3 separate regions of the Sus scrofa genome follow, and all the other regions are linked to region 1. A link is a contact called in public Hi-C and HiChIP or PLAC-seq data. All regions are on one chromosome and are shown on one strand. The core of a region is the stretch at or near the end of the contact, and the rest is flanking DNA. Distances in the headings are between cores, read along the strand shown.

What was found. A called contact is a pair of places that touch in the nucleus more often than the background predicts. HiChIP or PLAC-seq counts read pairs in DNA pulled down with a chosen protein or histone mark.
Region 2: a Hi-C map of omental adipose tissue shows a contact between it and region 1, with 2.1 times the contacts expected there. The contact joins two enhancer-like sites. A contact is called at or near these places in 4 of 47 Hi-C or Micro-C datasets (heart right ventricle, liver and omental adipose tissue) and 1 of 2 datasets of contacts at active chromatin or transcription factors (alveolar macrophages).
Region 3: an H3K27ac HiChIP or PLAC-seq map of alveolar macrophages shows a contact between it and region 1. The contact joins two enhancer-like sites. A contact is called at or near these places in 1 of 47 Hi-C or Micro-C datasets (embryonic fibroblasts) and 1 of 2 datasets of contacts at active chromatin or transcription factors (alveolar macrophages).

Annotation. Positions count from the first base shown.
Region 1 is chr3:43,781,901-43,784,600 of Sscrofa11.1, forward strand. It overlaps NT5DC4 (5'-nucleotidase domain-containing protein 4), which reads right to left. Exons shown (of 18, transcript XM_021088385.1): 15 at 1,877-1,928; 16 at 1,433-1,493; 17 at 36-212. Among named protein-coding and RNA genes, the nearest start is that of NT5DC4, 5.9 kb to the right of the region's middle. Within about 2 kb of position 1,316, at least 44 of the 83 cell types and tissues checked have an H3K27ac peak or open chromatin away from gene starts, as enhancers often do. A contact at or near this core is called in alveolar macrophages and omental adipose tissue, where this site is marked.
Region 2 is chr3:43,924,808-43,927,507 of Sscrofa11.1, forward strand. LOC110259964 (a long non-coding RNA gene) reads left to right here. Exons shown (of 2, transcript XR_002342486.1): 2 at 1-1,503. Among named protein-coding and RNA genes, the nearest start is that of CHCHD5, 10 kb to the left of the region's middle. Within about 2 kb of position 1,369, at least 15 of the 83 cell types and tissues checked have an H3K27ac peak or open chromatin away from gene starts, as enhancers often do. A contact at or near this core is called in alveolar macrophages and omental adipose tissue, where this site is marked.
Region 3 is chr3:44,008,424-44,011,123 of Sscrofa11.1, forward strand. All of the region lies in intron 2 of TTL (tubulin tyrosine ligase), which reads right to left. Among named protein-coding and RNA genes, the nearest start is that of TTL, 13 kb to the right of the region's middle. Within about 2 kb of position 1,253, at least 9 of the 83 cell types and tissues checked have an H3K27ac peak or open chromatin away from gene starts, as enhancers often do. A contact at or near this core is called in alveolar macrophages, where this site is marked.

The DNA of each region.
Region 1 (2,700 bases), core at 66-2,565:
GGGTCAGGGATGCTGGGGGAGTTCTAGGGACCCACCAGCTCCTGGGGCGCCCGGAACAGCGAGCTGAGCGGGTGGTGCAGGAAGTTGAGGCAGGTGGCTGTATAGAGGTCAGCGTAGCGCATCAGCTGGCTGGAGAAGAGCATCTGGCGGAAGCCACAGCGGAACAGGCTGCCCATCGTGCTATAGCTCAGGTCCAGCTCCCGGGTGACTCTCTGGCAGAGGGACAGCTCACTGATTCAAGGTCCCCACCCCCCCGGAAACTGCTTCACCCGCAAGTGAGCCCACCTTTGGGTTCCAGCCCAGCTCCACCCTCCCGGGTCTGTCACCTGAGGCCACTGAGGCCCTTGCTCCACCAACCAGAGTCTTTGGGATGGGCCAGCTCTCCCCACTTTGCCATGGGCCCCCTCCCTGCTTTCTTCACAGTTAGTCTCCCCCCTGGTCCTGGGAAAGTGACCCCCCCCCACCCCCAAGCTAAACTCTCAGCCTGAGTTACCTTCTGATGCCCCCATCAAGGGCTTTGCAGAGGCCCACATGCCCAGCCCCCCTCTTAGACTCCTACCTCGTCACAGTCCCTTGCTTTTACTTTTTTTTTTTTTTAATTGCTTTTAGGGCTGTACTCATGGCATATGGAAGTTCTCAGGCTAGGGGTCGAATCGGAGCTGCAGCTGCCAGCCTACACCAAGGCCACAGCAACGCAGGATCCTTAACCCACTGAGGGAGGCCAGGGATAAAACTCACGTCCTCATGGATACTAGTTGGTTTCTTAACCAGCTGAGCCACAACGGGAACTCCACAGTCCCTGCTTTTAGAGTCTAGAAAACCAGCCCAGATATTACTCCTAGAGGGACCAAGATCATGCTCGTTCCAGCCCGGTTTTCTCATCTGTAAGATGAGGGTGACAATCCCTGCCCAGCCCACCTCGCAGGGCTGTGGAAGGGCCAAAGATCCTTCATTATCAGTCCCTGGGGCCTGGAAAAGCCGAATTGCCTGAATCCCCTGATGCAGTCGGAGGAGACCCTCCCAGCTTTGGGGGCTGGTCAGTAATGCCCTAAGGGAAGGTTTCCTTTCTTCTTTCCCAGACCCATCAGCTCAAGGGCTCTCAATCCCCATCTTCTCCGGCCCTTGTCTGGCTGACCCCAGATGCCAGCTGACTAGTTGGTCACACGAGGACCCAACCCAAGAGGCAGGCACTTCTCGAAGTTAGGGGTAAAGACTGAGGACCCGGGCCAAGCTGGAGAAATCACCCCCACAGGCTGAACTAACTCAGCTGTTCAAGAGCACACTGCAGTCATTTGGGACTTGGGCCAGCAGAGGGCGCTGGCTGACAAGGGCAAGCAGCGCTTCTCTGAGCCCGAGAGAATCACTGGGTTCTGGGAACCCGGGCCAGAGCGGATCACGGTCCCGCCCTCCTCACTGGGCCCTTGGCTCTTACCCAAATCTCTCTCTTGGTGGAGTTGAGGAGTTGAAGGTCATAACTGCTTCCATCCATGTGCCTGGTGCAAAAATATCCACATGACCCAGGAGGAGAGGAGCCAGGCCCCCAGCTCCAGACACGGCCTCCCCAGACTGCTCCAGGATCAGGGACCCGCTATCAGCACCCAATGGCGCTGCTGGGCTGGTGGGGAGCCGTGTTGGGGAGGGTAAGCATCCTGAGTCCATGCCAGGTGGGTCAGGAGGAAGGGCCTAGAGGTCACAGTCGAGTGTCCCAGGGGGGTCAGTGGGGTCCCAAATTCCAGGTTACTGAAGAAGCCCAGCCTGACACAGATCAGGATTTCCTGACTTTCATGGCCACGGCCCACTGCCAGGCCTGGACATGGCCTACCACCCTCCATCCTGCTCCCCTCCAGGGGCCGGAGTCACAGGTCAGGACTCTCACTGGTACAGGTCAGCCAGGTGCACATCCAGCCTCTTCAGCTCCTCCATTCTCTCTGAGAAGGTGGGGGAAAGGGGGTATGAGTGACAACCCTGCCCACCTTTGTCCCAGGCCTCCAGATCATGGGGGTCTAGGCCCAGCCCCCAGCTGTGTGCATAACCTCCCTGACACTTTTCTTACAACGAGTGAGACTCCACCCAGAGCAGAGCAACGGCAGCACTGTGAGACCAGTGGAGACTGGTCAGGTGATCTGCCTGAGGTCACATGGCAGTGACTCAAACCCAGCTCTGTGAACAAGCCTGAATTGTTTGGGTTCACAGCAACTCTGACCCGGCCGGGGGCGTGACCTTCCTCTCACATTCTTCAGGGCTCTGGGGGTGGAGGGGTTGGGTGAGGAGGGAGAACTTGAACTATAGAAACACCACAGCACTCCGGATTTTAGTCTCAGCTTTAGCCTTCTGGCTGTGTGATTTTGGGCAAGCTGCTTAACCTCTCTGGGTCTCTTTTTCCTCAGGTATAAAATAGCTCGGCTTGGAATTCCTGTGGTGGTTCAGCAGGTTAAGAATCTGACTAGTATCCATAAGGATGCAGATTCAATCCTTGGCCTTGTTCGGTGAGCTAAAGTTTCCAGCAGTGTAGGTCACAGATGTGGCTCAGATCTGGCTTGGCTGTGGCTATAGTATAGGCCAACAGCTGTAGCTCGGATTCGACCCCTAGCCTGGGGAACTTCCATAGGCTGCAGTTGCAGCCCTAAGGAAAAATATAAAATAAAATAAAATAAATAAAATAAAATAAAAAATCAGCTCTCATAAACCACAAAGTGGACA
Region 2 (2,700 bases), core at 119-2,618, 140 kb after region 1:
ATCCCTGACTAAGGAGGGAACTCAAACCCCTGTCTTTTAAGTGAAACCACTCACCTGGTGGCTGGACTTACTGAAGCTCAGGTTCTCTAGTTTCAGTGTGGAAAGAATTCAGCATGAGGCAACGTGGCAGGCAGAGTAGGCTTATTAGCATCGGATGCTTGTGAGAACCACAGGTTCCCCCCCCCGCCCCCCGAGATCAAAGAGGGCTACATTTTTACAATCAAAGGAACAATGGCGAGTGAGCATTCTTGGGTAGATATTAAGACTTACCTCATCAGTTCCTTCTTTAACCCTATATGGCCTAACCAGGACCATCATAGCTATTAAATCGCATGTACGCCAAGTGTGGTACACTAAAATAAGGTAATTCACCTCAAGTTTCTCTGTAAGGTCCCCTACCATGGAGTTTCTTTCCCCTTTCCCCTGTATTCCTATCTTGGCTACATGCAGAAATGCTGCTCTTCGAGGACCGCTAACTCCCTGACTTTGCATAAGAAGATGCAGACCCCACATCTATTGTCTTGTGCTTTAACTATCGGGATGTGTGGGCTTGGGTGTGCCTGGCACTCTGATCCTCCTTTAAGGTAGTGCAGATTGTTGCTAGGTTACTGGATTCTTTTCTTGAGTGGTCATTAGCTTACAAAGGTCTCCCAAATTCTTAAAATTCCCTTTCTATCTTTAATCCCCTATTGGGATTTCTCAACTATTTAATTATCCTGCTCTATCCCTATCAACCTCACATGGTTACCATTGTGTGTGTCTGATGAGAACATTTGAGACCCACTGTCTTAGCAGATTTCAGGGATATAATACATTATTGTTAATGACAGTCTCACCAGGCTGTATGTTAGGTCTTCACATCCTGTAACTGAGTTTGGGCCCTTTGACCAACATCTCCCCATTTCCCTCAACCACCACCCTACTCTCTGTTTCTGTGAATTTAACTTTTTGGGGTTTTTTTGGCCATCCCCATGGTATGCAAAAGTTCCCCAGGCCAGGGATCAAACCTGAGTCACAGCAGTGACAATGATGAATCCTTAACCAGTAAGCTGCCAGGGAATTCTGAATTTAATTTTTCTAGATTCCATATCAAGTAGATCGTTAGCAGTATTTGCCTTTCTGTGTCTGACTGATTTCATGGAACATATAGTCCTCTGGGTAGGGCGAGTTCGTGTTGATGAGGGGCAGGGATGCAGGATGTGGGATAGTGGATGGGAGGTTGCACTTACAGAATGGGACTGACCTGGAGAGAGCTTTAGTTCAGTGCTTTGATCCTAGCCAGACAGACATGACTTTGACCAGATGATCTCTGAACTGGCAATTTGATCCCCTGAAGGGGCCATGTGACAGGATGTGACGGCGCCTGTGTGTGTAGGTGGTTTCCTGATGGCATGTTACAAGAAAGCACCACGGGTGGTGTTTTGACTGCCCGGAGGGCTCGAGTGCTGTGAATGTACCCAGGCAGTCCCTGGGCTTATCACTTAACTGACTCTTATCTCTGAGGTGAGCTGTGCCAGGGGGTCTGGCTTCTAACAGGACCCAGGGATGGGTATTTAAGGGAACCAAAAATCTGTCAGTTTTGTATTTACTTCTTTCATTTAAGATAGTGATAAATTTTTTGTTTTGGAACACTCCATCCATAGATAATAGCATGCACTTTTATGTTTTGCTTTATCCTTTCATTGAAGATATTTTTCTACACTCTTTTCATAGAGATGCATAACAATTCAATTAAGAACAATTTTTTGGCCATACCTGGGGCATGCGGAAGTTCCCAGGACAGGGATTAAACCCACACCGTGACAGCAGCCTGAGTAACAGTAGTGACAACACTGGACCTTAACCTGCTGAGCCATCATGGAACTCCTATAATTCAAAATTTTTTTCTTTTTTTGGCTGCTCCTGCAGCATATGGAAGTTCCTAGGCCAGGGATCAAACCTGTGCAGTTGTGGCATGTGCCGCAGATGTGGCAGCACTGGATCCTTAACCTGCTGCTCCACAAGAGAACTGCCTAATTCAGTTTGTTTTTCTTTTTTATGACCACACTTGCTGCATATGGAAGTTCCCAGACTAGGGGTCAAATCAGAGCTGCAGCTGCTGGCCTACACCACAGCAACACCAGATCCAAGCTGCATCTGCAGCCTGTGCCACAGCTTGCAGCAACATCAGATCCTTACGCCATTGAGCTAGGCTGGAGATCGAACCCAATCCTCACAGATAGTATGTCAGGTTCTTAACCATCTGAGCCACAGTGGGAACTCACTGATTCAGTTTTTTTTTTTAACATAGTTTTCCCAAGTAAACTTAGATTTTGTGTAAACCATTCTTATTTAAGTAGATGTATTCATTTTGGTTTATCAAAACTCCGTTCATAGAGATACAAAACATCATTCAGTGTTGCTTATGGCAGTTTGTTTCAGCAGATGCTTATTTCTGATCTGCCAGCAATGCATTCATAGGGGAAAAATGTTTCATTAAGTTTTGTCTCTGAATTTTTCGTTTTAATAGGTGCAATTGCTTGTATTCTAGTAACACTCCAGATACAGGCATTTGTGTTCATAAACACTTCATTCATAGGGATAAAAACACATCACTTCGTCTCATTAGATCCACTTGTTGTTATACCAATGTTAAGTGCACAGAGATAAGTAACCTATCATTCAGTCTTTTAAGACCACTTTTCTTTGAGTAGATGTATT
Region 3 (2,700 bases), core at 3-2,502, 230 kb after region 1:
TTCCCCCTACCACTCCCTGGCAGACCTCCGATGCACCACTGGCAGCATACAGCTATATCCACGTGACCTTATAGACGTGCTTCAGTGAATTCAAAAGGGCCCTGATATCCAACACTTTGGCTCCTTTAAAAATACATCTCTAAGGAAACTTAACTTGAAGTAATCCTGAACCAAAATCTTTTCAGGAAATATGCTATAGCTGAGCTAGACTCACATGAAAAAAGCAAAGTGGGGAATTGAGGACACTATCTGGATTACCAGCAAAAATACTATTTTGGCCCAACTCTGGAGAGAAAAGGCTAATACTCAGGAATCTGAATTACCTAAAGGCTTATTTTATTTTATTTTTATTTTTAAGGCTGCACCCTGTGGCATACGGAAGTTCTCAGGCTAGGGGTTGAATCGCAACTGTACCTGCTGGCCTACACCACAGCCACAGCCACGCCAGATCCTTAACCCACTGAATGAGGCCAGGGATCAAACCTGCAACGCCATGTACACTATGTTAGTTTCTTAACCCACTGAGCCACAGTGGGAACTCCGTAAAGGCTTACTTTAGTTCTTCATTTCTTCCTTTTAGCTCAGTCTGGCTTCGGTGACAGAATAAAGGAAGGATCTTTCTAATGGGACATGGGATTGTAGCAGTTATAACTAAACACACTTCCTGCCCCTAGATGACACAACACAACAGAAGATAAAGTCAGACCCCGGTAGGCATTTAATAAGCACAGCGCTTAGCAATGGCTTCCACTCCATTTCCTCTCCATTCAGAGGCTTGGGGTGGGGGTGGGGGTGGGGAGGCACTAGCATCACATTTCACAGATGAGGCCTTGGGTCACAGAGAGGTCAATTTCCCAAGATCACAAAGGAAGAAACAAGCAGGAGGCAGAGCCTGGAATCACTCCCAAGTCCTAAGCTCACCCCATCTCTCAGAGGAGGAAGGAACATGCCCAAAGACATTCACAGGCCTTCCCTGAGCCACGTGCCCTCTTCGATCTAGACCAGAACTGGCCAAGTCTGGGTTAAGATTCAACAGCAAAACCCAGCCTGTGAGCAAAGAGCAGAAACAATGAAAGGATATTTTAAATTGAGTTTTGTTTTTTTTTTTAATTATTTTTGAGTTAAAGGCAACAGAATTTAGGAAGTTCCCTTGTTGCGCAGTAGGTTAAGGATCTGGCATTGCCACAGCTGTGGTACAGGTTACTACTGTGGCGAGGGTTCAGTCCCTAGTCTGGGAACTTCCACATGCTGCGGGCGTGGCCAAAAAAATAAGGGAGTTCCCTTCATGGCTCAGCGGTTAATGAACCCGACTGGGATACGTGAGGATGCAGTTTCGATCCCTGGCCTTGCTCAGTGGGTTAACAATCTGGTGTTGCCGCGAGCTGTCGTGTAGGTCACAGACTTGGGTCGGATCCTGAGTTGCTGTGACTGTGGTGCAGGCCAGCAGCTGCAGTTTCAGTTCCACCCCTAGCCTAGGAACCTCCATGTGCCGTGGGTGTGACCGCCCCCCCCGCAAAAAAAAAGGCAAGAGAATTTAACTTAAAACTCAAAGGAACTACACACACACACACACACACTTTTTTTTTTTTTTTTTGGCTGTGCTCTTGCCAGCTCTTACCGCATAGAAGTTCCCAGGCCAGGGGTCAAACCTGAGCCACAGCAGTGAAAATGCCAAGTCCTTAACCACCAGGGCACCAGAGAACACCATATATTTCTAACTCACTAAATACTCAGCTCCAATTGCATTGTCCAATATGGTGGCCACTAGCCACAGAGTAGCTTCCAAGTGCTTCTGAGCACTTGAAAAGTGGCCAATGCAACTAGGGAACTTAATTTTAAATTTCGTTTACTTTTAATTTAAAAGATGAAGCACTGTAAAATATATTTCCATGAAGCACATTATTGTTTCAGTAGGATGACGTTTCACTTTAACTGGTACATGACCTAAGTTGGAAGGCAGCCTGTGTATCAGGCACATGTGCTGCTTCTAGTATTTTACATAAATACATTACTGTTCTACTTGGGGACAAAAGATTGATTCAGTTCATGTGAGTTTTTTTCCAGGCACAGATGAAACATTATAATGTTTGCAGACAGCCAAGCTACATTGAGAGCTAGTTAAATCATAATTGGTAAATGAACCATAATTATTTTTCTAGTTAAAAAAATAAACACAGACAAATTAAAAAATTTAAAACAGTAGTTCCCCTAGTGGGTCAGTGATAACCTGACTAGTATTCATGAGGATATGGGTTCGATCCCTAGCCATGCTCAGTGAGTTAAGAATCCACTGTTGCAGTGAGCTGTGGTGTAGGTTGCAGATGCGTGTTGGATCCCACATTGCTATGGCTGTGGTATAGGCTGGCAGCTGCAGCTCCAATTTGACCCCTAGCCTGGGAACTTCCATATGCCTTGGGTTCGGCCCTAAAAAGCAAAAAGACAAAGGCATTCTGCTGATATGAAATTGAGTGAGGATGTAGAAACTATAACTACAACCAGACAATAAAGATAAAATTAAATGCTAGAAGAAGGCTTGTCACAAATTTCACAATGAATGGCAATTCCAATTTGCCATGGCAGGAAAACTTACGTTTTTTGTGTAAAGGAGACATTTTCAGCAAATACATAATGAATTCAGTAAGTATTTTCCTCTCAAGAGTCAAAAAAGCAGTGAAATTAGTGGCTGAAATTGGAATTTAA